Regions from separate parts of the Mus musculus genome. Here all the other regions are linked to region 1. A link is a contact called in public Hi-C data. All regions are on one chromosome and are shown on one strand. Each heading gives the region's core, a stretch centred on a gene start, on an enhancer-like site or on the middle of the called end of the contact. The rest is flanking DNA. Distances are from core to core; before and after follow the strand shown.

What was found. A called contact is a pair of places that touch in the nucleus more often than the background predicts.
Region 2: a contact with region 1 is called in a Hi-C map of cortical neurons, with 5 times the contacts expected there. The contact joins two enhancer-like sites. A contact is called at or near these places in 1 of 15 datasets of contacts at CTCF or cohesin (the NIH/3T3 cell line), 24 of 484 Hi-C or Micro-C datasets (B cells, B-cell progenitors, the G1E-ER4 cell line and 14 more) and 4 of 115 datasets of contacts at active chromatin or transcription factors (CD4 single positive thymocytes, cardiomyocytes, embryonic stem cells and 1 more).
Region 3: a contact with region 1 is called in a Hi-C map of cortical neurons, with 2.7 times the contacts expected there. The contact joins the promoter of Trmt9b here to the enhancer-like site in region 1. A contact is called at or near these places in 11 of 39 promoter capture datasets (the 3T3-L1 cell line, the C10 cell line, embryonic stem cells and 5 more), 28 of 484 Hi-C or Micro-C datasets (the C10 cell line, the C3H10T1/2 cell line, the HL-1 cell line and 13 more), 11 of 115 datasets of contacts at active chromatin or transcription factors (T-cell acute lymphoblastic leukemia, craniofacial prominence, embryonic forebrain and 5 more) and 2 of 9 other capture datasets (embryonic stem cells and pancreatic islet).

What each region holds. Positions count from the first base shown.
Region 1 is chr8:36,200,488-36,203,621 of GRCm38.p6, reverse strand. Gm35520 (a long non-coding RNA gene) reads right to left here. Exons shown (of 4, transcript XR_870363.2): 4 at 775-1,522. Among named protein-coding and RNA genes, the nearest start is that of Gm39165, 6.6 kb to the left of the region's middle. Within about 2 kb of position 1,456, at least 7 of the 459 cell types and tissues checked have an H3K27ac peak or open chromatin away from gene starts, as enhancers often do. A contact at or near this core is called in cortical neurons, where this site is marked.
Region 2 is chr8:36,360,138-36,363,486 of GRCm38.p6, reverse strand. No RefSeq gene overlaps it. Among named protein-coding and RNA genes, the nearest start is that of Trmt9b, 96 kb to the left of the region's middle. Within about 2 kb of position 1,431, at least 11 of the 459 cell types and tissues checked have an H3K27ac peak or open chromatin away from gene starts, as enhancers often do. A contact at or near this core is called in cortical neurons, where this site is marked.
Region 3 is chr8:36,456,260-36,459,575 of GRCm38.p6, reverse strand. It overlaps Trmt9b (tRNA methyltransferase 9B), which reads right to left and starts at 1,490. Exons shown (of 5, transcript NM_176952.5): 1 at 1,193-1,490.

The sequences.
Region 1 (3,134 bases), core at 207-2,706:
GAAGGGGGAGCAAAACACCCATGGGAAGAGATATAGAGACAAAGTGTGGAGTAGGGACTGAAGGAAAGGCCATCCGGAGACTGCCTCACCTGGGGATCCATCCACTATACAGTCACCAAACCCAGACACTAGTGTGGATGCTAAAAGGTGCTTGCTGACAGGAGCCTGATATAGCTGTCTTCTGAGAGGCTCTGCCAGTGCCTGACAAATACAGAGGTAGATGCTCACAGCTATCCATTGGATTGAGTACAGGGTCCCCAATGGAGGAGCTAGAGAAAGTACCCAAGGAGCTGAAGGTGTTTGCAGCCCCATAAGAGGAACAACAATATGAACAACAATACCCCCCCCAGAGCTCCCAGGGACTAAACAACCAACCAAAGAGTACACATGGAGGGACCCATGGCTCCAGCTGCTTATGTAGCAGAGGATGGCCTTGTTGGTCATCAATGGGAGGAGATGTCCTTGATCCTGTGAAGGCTTGATTCTCCAGTGTAGGGGAACGCTAGGACCAGGAAGTGGGAGTGGGTGGAAGGGTGGGTTTTCGGAGGGAAACAAGGAAAGGGGATAATATTTGAAATGTAAATAAAGAAAGTATCTAATAAAAAGAGAAAGAAAGAAAGGTGGGGCTGAACCAAGACTTCATAAGTGATGTCATGGAATCATAAGTTCCGGAGGTCTCTGTGTCTAAAACGACAGCACTCAGAAGAATTGTTTCCAGTTCATTTGCTTAGAATTCCCTCTTTTTTCTTAACAGCTGAGAAATATGCCATTATGTAAATAGACCACATTTTATTATGGACATCTTGGCTGCTTCCATTTACTGGCCATTATACATAGAGCAACCATGAATATGAATGAGCAGGTAGCAGACTCGCTGTAGTAGAACATACAGTCCTTGGGTATACACCCAAGAGTGGTATAGCTGGATAATATAGTAGATCTATTTTGAGATCTTTGAGGAACATGCACACTGTTGTTCCATGAGCTGTAGGGACATCTTGCTGTGCTGGTCACTGTTGCGGTTCGTGGGTGTCAGTAACAGCTGTGTAGGATTATTGGCTGTCTGCTTGCCTTAGCAGTTTGCAATATACCTTCCAGGACTCTGAAAGCCAGCCTTCAGATTAGATCCAGCTCAAAGCCTCCAAGTTCTGTGTCTGAGCTGGGCATCATCCACAGTGTCCTTACTGAAACCACATGTCCATGATATTAAATATAAATTTAGAGTTCAAATGTGGGATGTTTAGACAGACATCAGGCATTGTGTTTTCCTGTGAAGAAAGAGGAACTTGTGGAGATATTTTTTCTGGTGTCATAAAATTGTTTCAAGAAATAACTATTCTTAATTTCTCTACTGGGTTCAGTTGGAGATTCATTAAATTCCCAGATTTCTAAAAATTTCTCGTATTTAATGCTGCCCAGAATTTTCCTTGTAGGGACACAAGCACCATCTACTGGCCGTGATGATCAACTGCAGATTAAAATACTGAAGAAAATTTTCAGTCAAGCTTGCATTCCTGTATAGCTATAGAAAAAAAAGAAAAAAAAAGTGAAAGAAATAGGGAGATGCAGGGTATGGTGGCTTATACATTTAATGTCATCACCTGGGAGAAAGAGGTAGGAAGATCTCTGGGAGTTCAAGGGCTACTTTGGCTCCATAGTGAATGTTAAGCTACGTAGTACCGGCTTCATGGAGATACTGTCTAAACAGATAAACAAATCTACAATATTTGCTTTTCCATATTTACACTTGAGTTTCCTTTCTTGCCTTAAATGAAAAAAAAAGAAGGAAAAGAAGGAATTTAAATGCAATGACAAACAAACAAAACAACAACAACAACAACAACAACAAAACTAGGATCTCGAGCCTCAAGTGGCCATTTCTTGTAGCCAGGTAAGACGACCACTGGAAGAATAAGGACAGCAACCCACCCACAAAGCCTTTAACTCAAAATGTGTCCTGTTTACGTGACATGCAGGGACAAAGATGGAGCAGAGACTGAGGGAATGGCCAACAAATAACTGGCCCAACTTGAGACCCATCCCATGGACCAAAACCAGTCCCTGACATGATAAATGATACTGTTATGCTTGCAGATGGGAGGCTAGAATAGCTGTCCTCTGAGAGGCTCCACCCAGAAGCTAATGCAAACAGAAACAGAGACCCATAGCCAAACATTAGGGAGCTGGGGGAGTCTTGTGGAGGAGTTGAGGAAAGGATTGGGGGACTTTACAGGAAGACCAACAGAGTCAACTATGCTGGACCCTTGGGGGCTCCCAGAAACTGAACCACCAACCAAAGAGCAAGCATGGGCTGGACCTGGGCCCCCTCACACATATGTAGCAGATGTGCAGCTCAGTCTTCATGCAGGTCCCCCAACAACTGGAGCCGGGGCTTATCCTGACTTCTGCATGCCTGCGGATCCCATTTCCCTAACTGAGCCACTTTGTCTGGCCTCAGTGGGAGGGGATGTACCTAATTCTGCAGTGATTTGATGAGGCAGGATCGGTTAGTTACAGAGGAGGAGGGCCTCTTCTCCTTCACTGAGAAGGGGCTGTGGGGGGCAGGAGAGGGGGCTGCGATCTGGATGTAAAGTGAATAATTAATGAAAAGAATAATCTCACTTCTCTGTTAAATTAAAAAGCAAACAAACAAACAAAAACTAGCCCTGTGGATGCGAGGGAGGACCAGGTGACTCTCCTACTGAGCTGCTTTCCAGGACCAGATGCACTGATGGTTTGTCTTTGTTACATTGTTTCTTTTAACATAGCTTCAAACATCAGCAGCTACTTTGGCTAACAACAGATTCATAAAAAGCACCAGGCACTTAGTCCTCTCATTCCTCCCCCCTCCCTGTGAGCCAATCCCATTAGTGGTAAACCTTTGTTCATTTGGACATGTTTTTAGATAGATGCGGCTCACTGGAAGTTTAGTCATGCTAAATTGATAGAAAATTGGAAAAAAAAACAATTGCAGCAGGAAGAGCCAGCCATATGCCACAATTTTTCATTTGTATGAAATGTCTCAATTGATAAATCCAAACTACCCATGACAGTGTTCCAAGATCCAAAATGCATAATGATTGATGTTAGTGTCTGAATAAAAACCCAGCGCTCAACCTCGTGCTGGATATGGC
Region 2 (3,349 bases), core at 182-2,681, 160 kb before region 1:
TGCCCAGCAACTGCCTGCTTAACCTTGGACTGATGCCACTATTGTTATTGATCCTCCTTACCAAGGGTAATTGCTTCAAAACAACTTATGTAAGCCTTTCCATTTTGCCTTAAAAGCCCTCGTCTCTCTTTGTATCCCTAACTCTGTACATCGTTTATTATGGCACACAACTCCCGGAAATGATAGCTTTATTGTTTTGGGTGAATCTTCCTTCATTTGTTACTTTAGGTTGACGATAGCAACAGAAGCATTTATTTCATAATGGGGCGCTTCAAATGCCGCCTGTGCATTTAACATTAGACAACTGCAATGTGTGACTTTTAGGTGTTCAGCTAGCTGCGTGATTCTGAACTATTTATGAGTGAAATAATTAGGATTCTGATATTTGAGTCGATATAAGAATTGTTCAGAATAGACTGAGCAGGTGTGTTCGTTAGCTTTCTACCACTGTAATAATGCACAAGGTATTCATCTTAGACAGGAAAAGGTCTATGCTGCCTCAGAGTTTTAGGGGGTCTAATCAGGCAGACTAGCTGTTTCCGGGTTTCCAGTGAGAATTCCCGTGACAGTGGTAGGGAGCATGGGACACAGCTGCTCCGCTTATTACATGAAGGCAGAGTGAGAAGAGAGTCAGGGTTCTGTGATCCCCTGTAGAGTGGTCTCCCAATGACCTAAGGATACCTTCCTTAGGTTCCGTTTTTTTTTTAAGAGTTCTCCACCTAATAGTACCTTCTTGGGGACTAAATATGCAAACCATGGGTCTTTGGAGGACATTAGAGAGTATGCACAACAAAACAATGCTGCCACAAGATAACGGCTGGAAGAGTTTGATAATACTATTTTCTGTACATCTGTGAATGTTAATTATTTTCACAATTATGAACAGGAATGAAAGTACGAATCATTGACGTTTCCCCCTGGAAACAGAGCAAAAGAGGCTGTTTTCTCCCACACTGCTCTGCTCACAGTGGCCAACAGCCCTCTTCTCTACAGAAAAGTAGTTTCCCCACTAGAGTAGACGTGTCTATTGTGAATGGGAGGCATCCTGTAGGCAGGAGAGACTGTGGATGGGAAATAAGGGTAGGGTGATTACACAAACCCACAGAGGTGTTACACACCAATGGGAGGCTGTTGTTACACACCAATGGGAGGCTGTTGGTCATATAGGTAGCATCCACTTGTTTACATGGAGAAATGTATATGTACGTATATATGATCATAGAAATGATGTATTGCATTTAATATATTTAACAAGTGTTGGTACTGCATTTAAATGTGTATTCCATCTGGGCTTTATTTTAGAGCAGGGAAGAAGTATATAATTTCCTTCCCCAAATCATGAGCCTGTCACATTGACTGAACAAGTCACAGTTTGCCCCACAGCGCGGTAAGTCATGCTAATCGAATCCCACCTCCTAAGGTCTGCTCAGCCTAGTCGATTCTTTGGGTCTGCATATTTTAGCACCTATGTCACTGTGCAAACGATGCTGGCATGGAATGTGATACAGAAATCGGAAAGTTCAACTTCCCTCTTATAAAAATCATTTCAGTTTCGTTTGCATTTTAAATTCCTTCCTACTACTTTGCATTTTCAGATAAAATCTAAAATAACCTTGCCAACTTTCTTACCGAATGAATTTTAAATTATACTTTTATTACATTCATATATTCTTTAGGTGGGATTTAAAGAACCCTGAACATGCGAATGGGTTTTCTGAAAATTACACTTTATGTATTATAAAAATCCTCTATCAGAGAATATAAAATGCATGGTACATTTGATTTTCTTTTAAGAAGCTAAGATCCTACCTTCTAAAATTCTTAGTTCTTTGCTTAATGTTTCTTCTAGAATATATCAAGGTAAGTCTTTACTTCCAGGATTTTGGGCAATGTAGATCCTGAACACATAACTGTCTTTGAATACTCTTTATTTCTAGTGTATGTTTGAGTTTCTGATGAATACTGTATTTTTAGCTTTTGAATCTAGCTGAATGTCAGAGCACTACCTAGTGCCCACGTTTGGAAGTTGGGCTCCCCCTGCTGGTTGGTTTAATAACTTTCTCCCCCTCTCAGGGCCCTTTAAAATGAAATTCTGTCCTCCAGTATATTGAGAGAAAGATAAAAGTACTTGCTCGCTGATGTGGTCAATTGCCTATGTGGATAGAATTTATTGATGTGAGGCCTATAAGATTATATAACTAAAGCCTGGCAGTGATGGTGTGTGCCTTTAATCCCTTTAATCCCAGCACTCAGGAGACAGAGGCAGGCCCATCTCTGTGATTTCAAGGCCAACCTAGTCTATGGAGTGAGTTCCAAGGACCTTGAGGGCTACCCAAAGAAAAAACACCACAGATACACGGGCACATAGATACACAGATACACGATAGATAGATAAATAGATAGATAGACCAATTTTAAAAATAAAATAATAAAAAAATCCAATGTAACCAATTATAAAGTGCATGAACCAGGAATGAAGAAGAAATAGCTGTTACTTGAAGGCACTGGTTGTGTGGTTGTCAGTGGTTAACAGCTAGCTTTCTGAGGAGCTTTCCTTGTGGCCTCTACTAATTTTTCTGGTGCCGATACATCAACTGTGATCCACTGAAAGCTTAGAGTTTGATGTCACTACACATGGAGCTATAAAGCATGCGATACTTAGCTCTATCAACTACCACATGAGAAAGCTTGATTTAAATTTTGTTCCCTGCACAGTCTTAATAAAAGGGCATGGTGCACAGAATAAAATTCAAACACCTTCAAATTATGGAGATCCAAATTTAATCCAACTCCGTGGCTTTCTGGTGTTAAGCAGTGTGTTCTTTGGCTCTGAGAGTCTTGGTGGCTAAAATGAGCTTTAACATCTACCTTTCATGCTTATTTAAAAAGCTAAATTAAGTAAGTAATATTTTTAGTTAAATGGTAAATTAATTTTCTAAATGCACACGTAGGAGGAAGGCCTATCTAAGGACAAGATAACCAGACACAGGATATTTATCCTGTGCCGGACCCAGGCTACTAAGTTAATAATTTAGTGAAACTTTCTCCCTCTTTCTGCTTTTCTGTCTCTCTGTCTCTTACACACACACACACACACACACACAACACACACAAATAAAAAGTTGTGAAAATTACGTGTGGCCATTGCACGCCTGTTAATTCCAGCATCTGGGAGGCAAAGGCCGGGAGATCGGAGCAAGTTAGAGTCCAGCCTGGTCTGTATTGCAAATTCCAAGTCAACCCAAGAAAGCTGTGTCGTGAAACTTTGTATCAACACATTAAAAGGGAAAAATTAGAAGCTGGCCATGTAAACCAGTGACAGAACCTGTCATGTTCCAGGCCCTGGGCT
Region 3 (3,316 bases), core at 241-2,740, 260 kb before region 1:
CAGTCATTTTCAATGTCACCATCCCTTCCGCAAGGAGAAACATTAGAATACCTGAACTACCTTAGATATACCAAGACACACACACACACACACACACACACACACACACACACACACACACGCCAAAGGATGAAGTATTTTCAAAGAGCATCTTTAGAGCAACCAGATCTTTCTAGAGGCAGGCTTTCTTTCCAGTGAGGAACGGAGCCTATAGAGGGCCCTCTTTTCAGACGTGGCCATCAACAAAGCAGCAGTTCTTTGCAATGGTTTCCTTAGTGATTGGATGCTTTGCAACTTGTCACAGTCTCCTTTTAAATGCACCACACACAGCCAGCCAGTGGCTCCTGGACATTCCTCCCCAGAGATCTTTATCTCCAGAGACCCACCCCAAGTGTCCCTAGGTCACTGATGGATCACATCACCAGAGCTGTTTACACGGCTGTAGCAGGCTTCTTGATCTCTGAAAAATCCAACAACTTTCCCTTCACTAAATTTCAATACAAATTAATCACCCCCCCCCAGGAAGCAGAAAGAATAGATACCTTAACGGGCTATAGGAATAACAGTGCTTTTATCTGGGGGCTGGGGAGGGGGAGTGTTAAATGCCCTTTACTGGTGTATTAGGAATAACCTTAATTTCCAAGCTAGACGGATATAGTCTTTTCCTGCATGAAATTTCCTAGGTGCATTTTAAAGATTTCATGCACACCAACTAATACATAAAGAAAGGCCGGGCTCGGAGTTGTTTGCATCTTTGTCTCTTTTTATATGTTATTTCTGACAAAGAGCTCAAGTTAATTCTAACAGGCGCACACAGGAGGCACGTATCATTGTATAGATCCCACCATCCTGTTTTGACTTTCCTTCCAATAAACTGTATTTTCATTCTCAGCTTTGGAAACTTTCAGGCTGCTGAGTTATCTTAGTTCCCGCCTCCTGCTGGGTAGAAAACCATTTCCCAAGTCACGGCTTTTAAAGGGAAAGATACACGTGCGACCAGAAACAAAAATACAACTTCACCTTTATACTTCTGAGCTTGTCGCCTTGGACTCCGAGAGCCTATTTATCCTCCCTGCCATCTGAAAAACGTCCTGCAAGGCATGCTGCTCTGCTTTGGTCACATCTCAAGTTTGCAGGGTAAACAGGTTCTCCCACCATTAACAAGGATGGCCGAGAAAGACCAGGAACTCACCCAGGCTTGCAGATTCCCGGGCGCTCTGGCAGTCCTTGGGGTGCACAGCCGCTGCAACTCGGGCAGCGGAGATTCGGGTCACCATAGAGCGGTGCAGACGAAGGTCAGCACCAGGTTTTGGGCGGTCTTTGCCCGGGATCCGGGCGGGAGGCTCGGCCGAGCTCTAGCTCGGAGCTCTTCAGTAGCGCAGCCCGGGCTATCCAGGATGCAACTTCCACGGGTCGGCCTAGGAGCGTGAGAATGAAAGGGAGAGGACTAGAGAGAGGGACAGGGGGCGGGGAAGGGTTTTTGGGAGTACGCGCGGGACGGAAGCGCGCGCCCGGGCTAGAGCGCGGCTCCGTAGAGAAGTTGGAATGCAGCCGCGAGGCCGCGCGCATTCAGGCTCCGGTGGGGACCTCCTGCCGAGCTGCACCGCTTGGGCGCCAGAGTGACAGCTGCGACTTCCCACGACCCCCACCCAGCGGAGTCCCCACCGCCTGGGCCCGCCCTCACCTCTCCCCAGGCTACAACCGCAAGCCCGCGGCGCCTCCGAGTCGGCTCGGCGCGGCGCGGGCGCGCGGCGTAGCCCAAGCCGTGTGGCTGCTCTGTCTGTCCCCTGCGATCGCCGCGCCCGGACGCGCCAGAGGCTGGGCTCAGGATGACCTTCCTGTCTCCCACCTCCAGTGTCTGGTGGGGTGAAGGGTCCTAAGTGGGAGAGACGCCACTGGGCGGGTACACCTGGCGGGCCTTAAGCGCAGCTCAGTACCTGTGGTGACACCACGTGACCCTGAGCCCAACTCTTCCCCTTTGATCCTGACCGCAACCTACTGTAAAGGAAAAATCCCTACCGGGTATCTGGGCACGTGGGCTGACTCAGGATTGGAGGAATCAAGTCCAGCCTGTCACCGCACAGGCACGCTTGCTCAATCTTTTGAATGTTTTGCTAAAACGAGCGGGTCAAAAGCCGCGTATATCACAACAGTGCAGGGTGGGATATAGAAGCGATCACCCAAAATGGATATAGATCATTGTTTTTGCAATAATAGTGTTAATTGCTTTCAGTGTCTTAGCTGGTAACCTTCAACCCCTATTCGTAAACAACACAGTTACAGGCAGGGTTCTTTGTACTTTTTTTTTTTTTTTTTAAATACATGTTCCCCGGAGTCGGAGCCCAATACATTCAGTAATGCTTTGCTGGCTTTTGGATAAGACCCTGATGTTGTTGAGTTTCTGTCCTGTTATAAGTGTTGGTAAGGACTCATCTTAAGGTCTCACAAAGACAATGTGCATTTAAAACGCCACAAGGAGGACTGCTGGAGATTAGTTTAATTCAGGGATAGTGTTCTAGTACTCAGGCTACTGGGGTGGCCCAGGGAGAACTTCTGTTTGGATTTCTATTGCAATGTCACAAATAACAAAATAACCATCTCCTAGTCCTCTGTAGAAACCTCTGCAGGTGCTGAGGCACACATGTGGTTTCTGATCGATCAATAAAGATGTTAGCGGCCAGTGGCCAAAGGAGACGGGACAGAACCCTTAGGGTTGTTGCACAGGCTAGGAAGTAGGGGAGAGGTGACAGAGGAGCGCCAGGACCCAAGGAAAAAGGATGGGACGCAGGAGTGGCAGGTGATAAAGCCAACCACATAAACACACACAGACACACACACACACATGGAGTAATAAATAAAATGTTAAAGAAATGAAAAAGGAAATAGTATGAAGATGTCAGTAATGATACACATGACATTCGTAGTAAGAAGAATTTCAACAGAAACAATGAATATTCTCTTACAATGAATGATGATATGTGTTGACGTAGCATCTATAGAAACCAGACCACTGTAGAATGCTGAGAAGCTAATGCCTGTTTTTTTTTTCTGGACTTAACAGAAGAAAACAAAACAAACAAACAAACAACCACTATATACTGCCTAATTAGCTTGGTTCCTTTTTAAATGACCTTTTATGACGACGCTATGTGATATTATTCATTATTGTGACGGTGATGACGTTACTTGATCCGACCCTCTATTTAGATCTTCAGTCCTGGCATATACATCAGAAGAAGACGGAAGTCACTGAGCACCTGTCTTGTGCATGCACATGCCTCAGTCCCAGCATGGTTTGCTTCCCACGTCTGAGACA